Regions from separate parts of the Scleropages formosus genome. Here region 1 is linked to region 2. The links are chromatin contacts, called in public Hi-C maps. All regions are on one chromosome and are shown on one strand. The core of a region is the stretch at or near the end of the contact, and the rest is flanking DNA. Distances in the headings are between cores, read along the strand shown. Region 1 holds the start of LOC108929635 (sodium/potassium-transporting ATPase subunit beta-1-interacting protein 3). Region 2 holds the start of ythdf3 (YTH N6-methyladenosine RNA binding protein F3).

Region 1 (5,994 bases), core at 23-2,522, 140 kb before region 2:
GAAAGGAAGCCGCGCGCGGCTGCCCTCGCCACTAGGGGGCGACACCTGATCCCGAACAACAAAGGACTGGAATAAAGTATCGTCACATCACCGACACGTCCATCATCTCACCTCTGAGTGGGGGCGAGGAGCGCAAAATACTTCCAGGGTGAGGAACGAAATGCAATGAAACGAACACGCTTGATTGGAGAGAAGAAAACAGTAAAAAAAAAAGGCATTTTCAGAAATCGATCATCTGATGATCACCTATGAGGTTACAACACAAAACACGTGTTTATATTGAATAGACGGACCGGGTCTTTGGATGGTCATAAGACACATTATACATTATCTGACAAACCGGGAAACATTAATACTTTAATTACATATAAAAAACGGACGAATTGTATATTCTACATACTTTTAGTGTATATTAATGTAACTTGATCTCTTAAGTTCATGTAAGGTATAAATGTTCATCATCATGCTCGGATCAGTCCTTTACAGAGCCACTCCTGCAATGCAACGTAAATGTTTATATGCATCAAAAAAAAAAAAAAAAAAAACTACTAGGAATCAGGAATCAGCGATATTCTGGTAAAGTTTTATGCAGCTACTTGTGTGATGAACGTTGGTGCACATGGTGAAGGAAGCAAATTGTACTTAAGTTAAGAATCACACATCTGCAGCTATGTCTCTTTTTCCTAATGTAATGTACACATTGTATTTTCTATGAGATGTACGTCGCTTTGGAGAAAAGTATCTGCTATAAATGTAACACCGTTATATGTTATTATTATGTATGTATGTATTATAGCACTATATGATGGTACTGTTAATATGTATTACAATTAATACATATATATATATAAATTATTATTGACACTGTGTTATATACATACGTACAGTATATACACAGACACACACACACACACACATATATATATATATATATATATAAAATCATAATGTTATATATGAAGCACATCATGCATATGATTACACACATGATTATTAGAATAATTGTTATGACAAAACCAGAGTGGCAAACAAGCAGAGTAAGTTACGCAGTGAAAGTGTTACATACAGCGGGCTGGGAGGCAGGAAGCCCCCGAAGAACCCGACGCGCATGGGTGGATCGGGGGCGGGGGGAGAAGAAGAAGAGACCCTCCTCTGAACATCAGGACCACTCGAGTCCCTGCGCAGAGCCCAACTCCTCCAGCATCAACCCGGCGCTGCGCTGCTGGGAGGCAGACCCGGGTCCGAGTGAAGCCGCCCCCCCACTCCCCCGCTCGCCCGCCCGCCCGCCCCCCGTGGCGATCACCCTCCACCCTCCATCCTCAGAGGGACATGCTCCAGACGAGCCCGAGGATCTCCTCCTCCTATTCCTCCTCCTCCTCCTCCTGCTCCTCCATCTGCGAACACTTTCCTTAAGATCGCGCCTCTTTCGCCGGACTTTTTTTTGGGATATGCGCGGCGCACCGGCACGTTTTGTGCTCTCGATCGCCGCCGCGTTTTTGTAGGAAGCCGCGCGTCTCCTCGGCGTCCGCTCCGCTCTGCGCGCACCCTGGACTACAACCGAGCGCCTCTGTCACTGTAGGAAAATGGGCTGCTGCAGCGGGCGATGCACGCTCATCTTCCTGTGCACTTTGCAGCTGGTAAGTGCGCGTTTCCGCGCTCCCGTCGCAGGGCTCCTCGCGATCCACACGCGCTCCCGTTGGCGCGCGCGCGCCCGCGCGCACACACTCGTCGCGCCGCCGAGCCGGAGCGGCTGCGATAGCGGCTCTTTGTTCGGTCGTCGCGCGTCGGGGCTGCGCACCTCGCGCGTCCCCCGGCGCGTCCCCCGGCGCGTGCCCGGCGCGTTCGCTCCGCACTTTCGTGTCCAGCCGCGAAATAAAAGTTCCCTTTCTGAGACGCGCTCGCGTGCGTGTGTGTGTGTGTGTGTGTGTGCGCGCGCGCGCCTTTTGCATTTACAGGCTCGGCTCCATTTTCGCGCGCGCCGGCTGCACGCGGGTCTGCGACCAAGTGTCCATGTGGCTGTTGGAGATGAGCGCTCCGACCGTCACTGAAGGAGGACAATGAGGGGTTTTGTTGGAGCGAATCGGTTACTTTCGGGATCAAAGCGGCCATTCACTTTGAACGCACTTACACACTCGGGTCCATTAATAGCCCGATTTAGACGTATGTTTTAAATACGCACTTAAGCGTTTTTTTATTTTTTTCCTGTTTTATTTCCTTTTTTTTTTTCCTATAACACCATGCATGCGCAAACCTAGAAGAATTCAAAGAGCTTTTTATTCTGCTTGTATAATGGAAGGAGGAGATGTGTTTGGACGAGGGTCCTGCAGTGGGGTTTGGACTCACTTTGTGTGCAGGACACCTGTATTCCATTGGATTTTTAAAAATACATTGTTGACACCCGTGCTGTTTGGAGCGCTTTCTTGCCCCTCCACCCCGACTTAACACAAGTTTGTTCAAATGAAATGATCAAGACAAACTTCATAATTAGCCAGATTTTTTTAAAATTCACTTCTGCTCTTATTGAAACCTCTGTTTTGTGGAAATGTTGGTGCAGTGCTGAACTTGACATCGCGGATATTTTTAAGCAGCGCAAGCAGTTTTTAATCCCAGTAAGAGTTGAAGGGTTTAATCTCCACATAAAAGCACAACCTATGGATTTTCGCATGGAGGCCGGAAATAATAATCTTAATTCAGTGCAGTTTGCCTTTTTTGTCTCTGCCTTCCTGTTGAGCTGTCCACGCTTCTCTCCTGGCTCTTCCGAGATGTTCTCTGAGTGAAGTTGTGCCACTTGTGCTCATGAGCATTTAACTATAATGCCAGTGAATGTAATATCTACATACATTTAGTCAAGAGTTTCTTGAGTCTTTATTACATCCTCCTTCTGCTTGGGTACCCAACACACACGGTGCCGCATTAATCGTTTTGTGGTGACACGTACCAGTGTTCATCGCTCTGCACCCTCAATTACTATTGGTTTATTTGATACCACTCGTATTCCTTTCAAAAGTTGAGTCATCGCCATAATGTCATCGCCGTCGCTGTCCTTACCACTGCGCGTCCTCGTCGTTGTGCAGAACGGAGGGCGCCACAAAGAAACCCAGCGCATTACGAACCAGTGCACATGCCGGAGCTCCAGACCTTCGGTGCGTCTCTTTTTCGAGGAAGCCTTGTTTGTTCCTTCCGTACGTATCCTTTGTTTCAGCCGGCCATCCATTCAGGTCTCCTTCTGGGCCTCGGTCGATTTCCTTTTTTCTTTAAAGGTGTGATTGCAATCAATAGACATCTGGCTGCAAGACAACAGGAGACGCTCACTGTCGTCTGCATTCAAGTAGTTCTCATTACACCCAGCCTGCGGCATTTCATGGGCTCCTTTTTAGCTCCTCTAGTAGGAAATCTCAGTTAAACTCATTCAACAATTCATCATGCTGGCACAAGCTCGGAATAACTTGTTCGTGAGGGCCAGCAGAGACAGGGCTGAACACCCCACTGTTTGCGGATCTTCCCAAATGACCAAATAAATAATGGTAGCAATAATTACGAAAATAAAAACATAAATAAAAATCTGACACAAATCATTGTAATGGGTGAGCATGACTATTGACCCTACTGGAGTATATCCATTAGTGGCTCTGACAGGAATATTGATTTTCACCCTGAAATCATACATGAAATGAATTTTTATCCCAAGTTGACAATTTGTCCTTGTTTGTCCACTTCTTGAGGCAATTATCCATATGTACCGGCATATTGTACCGACTCATGAATTGTAGCGAAACATTGTACTAATGAAGAGATCTGGGATTCTTCGCCGAGTCTGAACCATTTCCACATCTTTGGTCTATGTTTATATAAAAAAAATAATAGAAACAAGAGGAACACATACATATGTTTCCAGTGATCACTCGTATACGAGCTCGTTTGTACATGGAAGCGCAAAGGCATACCCGCATTGTTACCATACTGGCCGTATCTGTTTCTTGGAGCGCTTACTGGTGGACAGCCTCAACTGGCAGCTCCTTTCGCTGGTGTTTATGTGCCGTAATAAGCTGGAAGTAGGGTTACGTAACCGAACATGGGCGGAGGCGTGTCGGAAACGTCACGTGTTGTGATATGTTCCCAAGAATGGAGTTCGGCGGAAAGTTCAGCTGCTCTGGCATGTTGCACTTAATATATATTGAGACATTTGAGGCCCATGCTTGAATTGGGCTTTTCCCTCATCCTTTTCCAAGTGATGACATGTTTTTGAAAGTAATTTTTTGTTTGCGTACTGATCAACTAAGATTCCTCTATGGTAGAAGATTTTGAACTCTTTGCCACCCGCGGTTTCTACATTTAATGTTTCCTGATTGCGTTTCAGTGTCAAACATTTTATATCTCCATAGCAGTTGTATCTCTGCTGCCTGTATATTTTTTAAAAATAAATTCGGCATGAATAAAACCGAAGACATGATTGCGAAGACATGCTATATCTCCTTCACGTGTGTTTTTACCTGCGCCTCTGTATTCGTAATACTCGCGGTACTGTACATGTATGTGTGATGATTTGTGATCACAGGTCTGTCTTTGTGCAGGTTAGGGGTTTCTGTGGCAGTATGGCATGCATGATTGTTGTAGCAGCATGTTGGGGAGTGTATGTACAGTTGTGGACTTTTTAGAGGTTCCTTCATCAGTAAACCCAGCAGTGGTGAGCATGGGGTCTGGAAGGGCCCGGATGTTACGTGCCATGGCTCCAACGCCTGTACCATCTGTCCTACTTCCATTGGACACGCCGACCCGTCAAGCCGCCGATAAAGCAGGGGGCCGGGGTTTCGGGGCTGTGTTTGTGAGCCAGTTACCCCAAGCTGGGTGAGGGGGTGTCTTTAATTTGAGCTGGCACAATGGGGGTGGATGCTTAGTTTTGGGAGGATCACTGTCAGTCACCTGTCAGTGATGGTCCCGCGAGTCAGGGTTAAATTGTGGGGGGGGGAGCTAAAAGGATTAGCCGGAGGCCTGAGGAAGCATTGCCATTCCCGACCCAGCCGACATGCCCCCGACCCCATGCTGTCTAATTCCAACCCAACAAAACACTGGATTTAGATCAACTCTGCGAGGGTCATAGAAGAGGTGAAGTGTGACAGGGACGCGGAGAGACGTGGCGTGATGAATGGTAGTTGAGCTGACAGCCGTACTAAGCCACTTGTGTTACGCACGAGAGTCCGTGTTTACCTGACTTTGTTTTATCTGGGGAAAAGAAATGCACGTCTTCTAAGAGGTTTAGAGGAATTTTACAGGGAAATACATTGAACAGGTTGGTGTATATAACGGTCTATTTATATGCCAATAAAAAGTGAAGCTACGCTGCTCAGCTGAAGTTTCAGCCAGAATGAATTCTGGTTTTACCTATTTATGTAGCTGTATATTTTACTGGAGCAACTGAGGTTCTGTACCTTTTTTAAGGGTGTTTTATACGGGCCCCCCCGGACTGGCAGCCTTCACACGACCTCTGTGTCCTTAACCGCTGCGTTGTGTGCTTTCTCAAGAGGGCAACAGCAGGTATTCTAATGAGAGCTAAGCTTGAAAAGTTTTGGCCAAACATCCAGTACCTTGGTCACAGTGGTCCCTGCTGACGTTGCATTAATGCCGTTTCATAAACACGGCCCCGCTGCTGCGGGTTGCAACAGCGTGCGTTCGTGTCTGATTTCCCGATTAACAGGTGTTTGCTTCCGACAATTTCTCCAGCTAATTGAAGGAGTGGAGCGCCAGCCGTACTTGGCGATGCCGTATCTCATCGTGAAAACCCCCGTAGCCTCCGCAGGGTGTGCTTCTCCCCTCCGTCTGACCTTACAGCGACCTTCGCTTTGAGCCAGCTATAATCTTCTCGGCTCTGCCACAGCCAAAAAAAAAGACGGCATGTCCTTGGCAGGCCGCGACAAACGGCTCCTTTAAGCCACGCTGCCTCCTCTAACGTGCAGGAGGCCGCAGCGCAGGATTGCGCGCGAGTGTGAGACCGAACCA
Region 2 (5,887 bases), core at 1,173-3,672:
CAGACATGGAGCAGTGCAGGAGACATTCCTCTGCGGTCACAAGACTGTAGAAGATGTTTCTTTTGCCGTGGTGTTGCTGTGTATGTTTCTTGCATTCCTAATAAACTTCCCAAACTCCACCCAGAAAAAACACAATATTTAAAAGCATAGAATGTCCTTTCAAAGGTGCATTAGGACTCAGTGTTGTAATATGTACAGTTTCCCAAACATTTGTCTTCTATAGTGGCAAAAATGAATTCCTTTCTTAGAAGAATAGTCCAGGCCTGCAGAAGGTCTTTGCAATGACAAGATCATGGGCGGTTTGTCTTATGCCAAGGTGCTACAATCCTGATCCTTCTCTTACAAGGTGAGAAGGACCATAAGGATTGCCAGTGTTGAGCATCTGGAGTCATCGGTGCTCCATCCACTATTAGAATAGTTAGTCTTACACTGGGCTGTGAACGAGCCCCCTGGTAGGCCCTCTCCTGCATACGCTCTGAGCCTCCTGTCCTCAGGCACCCTTTCTTATTGACAAATACAGCTTCCCATCTCCCTGACAGATGATCTTCTCTCTTCCTGAGTGTCCTTCCTGTGTTTCCCCTCCAAGACAGAGCACCTGCTGTCCGACAGCTAGCGGTCTGTAATACACAGACTCACACACACAGATGCACAGCAAACATGTACTCTTGTTTGGGTTTTTGTAGGTGCGACACATTTATGCGGAAATGTCGAATGAACAGTTTTCAGAGTGGAAACACAGAAGTCCTGGTGGAATTAGAAAGAAACAAGGAGTTCGAAGCTCATGGGCTGAGTAATAACAGCTGCTGGACAGCTAATAACATTTTTTTCTGGTTTTTCACATTTATCTGGGTGAGATCCTCTGGCTGGGCAGTGCTGACTGGTCAGTTTGTTAAATTTGAATTTGTCTCCATCTACTGTGAACTATCTTACATTGCAGTAAATACAGGACTGCACATTTTCCCTCTGCATGTCAGGATTTCTGATATTTATAAAAATAATGTAATAATTCAGAAATGTACACATATTTTTCATCCATTTTTGCATTCTGTAGTAAGAAACCACTAAATGTTGTATTTTAACAGGAAAACTTTGCCCATATTCCTAAGGAAGGAAAAAATTACTTAAAAGAGTAAATGTCAAAATCTGAAAGTGAAATTTGAGTTTCGTCGTAAGAGTCATGTTTATTTTCAGGAATTTGTCTTCTTTTGCCTTCAGTGTTACCCTATATGTTTTGATGGATATCAATGACAGTATTTAGATCAGCAGTGATTGAATATGAATAAATGAATTTGTATATGATGCGGCTTGTTGCAAAAATACTCTTCTGTTTACAAACATCTACCTGCCTCAATTATTCCTCCTTTCTATAGCTGTTCACAAGGCAATTTAAAAATACACATTGTGCTGCATGCTAGATGCAGTTAAAAGCACACACTAAAGACACTTTGAAGAGCCCACTACCTCCTGGGTGGTGATGGCACTGATTCTTTTTATTATACTGATGACGAGTATTGAAAAAAAAATGTGAACAAGGCACAGAAAAGCTTACTGTCCACATGAATGCCTGTCTTTCAAAACCTACAGTGCATATATTTTAAATGAAAGGTACTTAGAATATTTTTGTGTTACATGCAGCTGCCTGACGCTGTTTGATTATGTCACATGTTACTTTAACTGCCTTATATTTTCATCATGAGGGCGGATGGATAGACTCTGACACAAAAAGCTTTCTGCATATTCTGTGCGATTTTCTCACTTCAGACATTTTTAATTAAAGAGAAGTGTGCGATTTAAAGATTTAATTTATAAGATTATAATTTACATAGATATGTATGATTATAATGTATCTATTTGTGTAGCTGATCCTAATTTGAATATCAGCCTAATCCTCCAACTTCTACATTAAAAACATAATAATCTCCCGTTCAACATGAACCTAAACAGATTAAATAATTAAACTTGATCATTTTTTTTTGTTGTTTGTTAAGTGTTCATTTCATTTGTACAGGCAATTTATACAGCATAATTCATATTATTTATACAGTTAACTCAGACAGTATAAATATACGTTAATTTAAGATCTTAATGATGTAGTTCACCCCTCCATTGCTTGGGTGCTGTGATTCCTGGATGGGCTCCGGACCGCCACGACCCTGAAGTAACGCGAAACGAATATAGTTCCTTCATACTTTTTATTTAAACGCCTCGTTTATGCTGTTTATTTACAAATTTGATGTAATCAAATTCATTTACAGAGTTCCTTTCTACAGTTTACTTATACATTAAATTTATACAGTTAATTTACACTCCCATGAGTGCAGCACGTACTGTATCTTTAACGTGTACGTCGAGCACGAGCCACGACGCAGCACCCCGCGTCACGGGCGGAAGGTCACGGCGTCGCGCAGCGGAAGTGGCAGCGCGAGCCCGTCCGCCATTGTGGAAACGGGTCGGAGTCACAGTGTTTTAGCGAGACCCCCCCCTCCTCCCCCTTGAGGAAACACTTTTCCAGAGAGCGCGAGGGCGACCAAGCAGCAGGGAGAAAAACGGCAGAGCGGCGAGCCGTGCAGTTGATAAGCGTGTCGGTCCGAGGAGGAAACTGATACTTTTTTTTTTTGTCTTCTGGGGAAAAAAGGAGGAAGAAAAAATCCCGTCGTAGTGAGACTGAATAAGCCGAGTCGGAGTGTGAGGGGAAGAAGCAGCGGAGAGAGAGCAGAGCGCGAGGGACACGGACTGAGGACCGAGAGAGGAGAGCGAGCCCGCGGACCGTTAGGAACTCGTCAGCCGGACGATGTCTGCCACCACTGTCGATCAGGTCAGAGCGCGGGCCCGTGCCGTGGTGCGCGCTCGCTAGCCGCTTAGCCTGGCTGATGATCATCATGGTGCTAGGCCGAGCCTCGCGCGGCAACCAACCCGGCCCTCCGTGCCCTCCGCGGCCGGATTCGAGTGCCCACGGGGCGGCCGGCCAGGCCCCCCAGCGCGGTGCCAGCGACTGTTGGGTCGCACGTAATTAAACATGCCATGGATATCATCATGGAGATTCTCTGAAATGCCGATTGAAAACGAACGTGTTCCTTATTGATCCGGCGGAGGTCCAGCGTGTGGTGGGGCCGAGCGCTTCCCGGAACTCGCATCATCATGGGTCTGCTGTGTCTGTGTGTGGGGCCACAATTTTGATCAACAGCTCATGATTTCGTTTTAAAAAGGCACAGCATGTAATTAAACAAAAAAATAAAAAATAAAGCTGACGAGTATTTCCCAAACATTAGATTAGAGCATCTGGTGTGTTGTCATGTGACATGGTCATCCCGATGACTTCTGATGATTCTCTCTCTTCTCTCCCCTCCCCCATGTCCCTCCATCCACATGTCCTCTGACACCAGAGACCCAAAGGACAAGGAAACAAAGGTGAGTCACCCTGTGTCCGGCATGGAGACGCTTCCCCGGCACTCTGATCGCTGGTCCTTGTCTCCCAGTTCTTGAGTTGTGGCTCATGGCAGCGGGCCATGGCTCCATAATTCTGCATATCACATTTATTTATATAGCTGACACCTCTGTCCAAGGCCAATTACCATGTTAGATTTGTACACTAAGCTATTTGCCATTATTTACTAATTTAAAATGCTGCGTAAGCTTTGCTGTATGAGTTCAGGGTGAGCAAATGGATCAAGCGGTTCTGCAGCAGGAGCAGCAATTTGAACCCGGCTCTGAGGACTGCAGGATGACTCCTGTAACCACAGGACCATCTGCTGCCCCTGTATTTGCACAGTATTGCCCCTTATGATGATTATTTCGCTTTATTCAAGTTGAGAGGACTTCACCACAATGGATTTGTAACTGAAGTTTAGGTTGGCTCTTCTGTATTTCTTTGCAGCTCTCTATAAAAACAAAAAATTGGAATCATATCTTAAATGAGATGACATTATAAATTAAAATGTTACACTCAGTACCATTTTCAGTGACTAGTCATTAAATATTATAGGTTGTTACACATGTGTATGTTATCTGTTGGCGAGGAAAGTGTATTTTTTTAAATTGGATTGCTTTATATTATGACCCCAGGAAATTTGAAAGTATCGGAGTCCCATTGTGCAGCCTTCTAGAATGACTATAAGTGATAGCATGTAATTAGTCATTGTCATAGCAATTATTAAATATAAAATTCTTAACTGACTTCTTTATGTAGTTTTTAACACACAAATTGTAATAGGTGAGGTGATGTTAAATTTTCGAAGAGTCGCAGTATTATGAAAGTAGTTAGACACTGTCTCCTTGAATTTTCTTATAAACTGTAATTTTCTTCTCTAGATTGAAATGGGCCTCTTGTCACAGATTAGCTACAATGTCAGATCTGTGTTGAATCATTACTGTAAAGGAAATGTTTTTAAACTTGTTTGTGCAGGTTCCGCTTCCTGGTATTCTCTTATTTTTTGTCATTTTTGTGTGTTAATATTGCTAGCAGTCTAAATTTATAATGAAAGTATACATATTCAGGAAAGATCTATGTGGTGTGTCTTGGAAAACAAGTTGAAGACAGTGTTGTCTAGTGAGTGTTTGTGATGTATACAGTAAAACTGTCACCTGAACCCCAGAGCAACAGCATAGCTGTCAACAGTCTTCTGAAATTCAACTTTGTACGGTTGCGGGAACTGATGCATAAACAATACTTTGGCCTTGACTGTAGAATTTATCAAAAATAAAAGCTATGGCAAAATACAAGTTAAATCAAGGGCATGCAAGCAGTCTGTTGCATTTTTGTCTATGATATTGTATCCTTGTTAATGTGTTTGTTCATTCAGAATAGTCTTTTAATGAACTTTAACAGGTTCAAATAGCTATTAATATCTAATGTTTATAACTGCTGGTCTTTTTCAGTTTTTTAATTAGACTGCTAAATGAAATTTCAATATTTATTGAGACAGCAAACAGATCCAAAGTTCACCTCTCAAAAACAGCTGATTTTAAATGACTTTGATGTTTTTATTATTTATTTCCTTGTGCAATATTTCTGTGCAGAGCCAGTTATGTGGCAAATTGTCAAGCGATCCTAGTTCAGGTTCCTTTTTCAGGGACCTTCAGTTTGCACGTTCAGCTCCTTATCCATTACACTGCCTGCTGGTTCAGTGGGCTCAGTGCAGTAATTCAGAGTTCAAATGAGGGAATGTGTGAATCTAAAGTGCCTGAAGTGTGTGATTGCAATGCGTTGCATGGTTGGTCCATACAGGGCGTACTCTGCTTCGTACTCTGTCTCCAAGATCAGTGCAACCCTATGTTGCACAAGCTGTTATCTGAAACAAAGGGATGAACAAAACACAAAGCTCCTAAGAATACATGCCATGGTAAAACAGAGTAGAGTTTTGGTCTTTAAATTACTTATTACTGATACGCTACGATGTACAAATAACTATGTTTTGAATTTTAATTACCAGTATACCTGTTTCAAGTAACCTAAGGGCTGCAAAAAAAGCCTGAAAGTTAAATGAGGGCAAGGCTTACTGCTTCTGTTTATCTGAATTTTAATAATGTATTTGATACTGATTTCTAGCTTTTCTTTTCATTTACTTCTAATTTTCTGTGCCAACTTGTTCTCCTTTGCTTTTGTTTCAGTTCAGAACGGTTCAATGCATCAGAAGGATGCTGTAAACGATGATGATTTTGAGCCTTATCTAAGCAGCCAGACAAATCAGGTGAGCTGATTGGATGTTTCTATGTACATGTTTATTCTTCTGTTATGTTTCTTTTGCATGTTTCTAATTATATTGTACACTGTAGTGCATGTGGGTGTGCTTTTTCCCCTAATGGCAAACTGTTAGTTTCAATTTTCAGTTGAAAGAATCATTACTAGGGAATTTTTATCGTGCTTCAGTTTGACCCAGTAATTTAAGGA

The links. A called contact is a pair of places that touch in the nucleus more often than the background predicts.
Region 1: a contact with region 2 is called in a Hi-C map of muscle, with 2.1 times the contacts expected there. The contact joins the promoter of LOC108929635 here to the promoter of ythdf3 in region 2. A contact is called at or near these places in 2 of 2 Hi-C or Micro-C datasets (both in muscle).

Annotation. Positions count from the first base shown.
Region 1 is chr9:25,279,183-25,285,176 of fSclFor1.1, reverse strand. It overlaps LOC108929635 (sodium/potassium-transporting ATPase subunit beta-1-interacting protein 3), which reads left to right and starts at 1,272. Exons shown (of 6, transcript XM_018744319.2): 1 at 1,272-1,637. The coding sequence starts at 1,584.
Region 2 is chr9:25,137,123-25,143,009 of fSclFor1.1, reverse strand. It overlaps ythdf3 (YTH N6-methyladenosine RNA binding protein F3), which reads left to right and starts at 2,422. Exons shown (of 5, transcript XM_018744321.2): 1 at 2,422-2,815; 2 at 3,384-3,408; 3 at 5,608-5,687. The coding sequence starts at 2,792.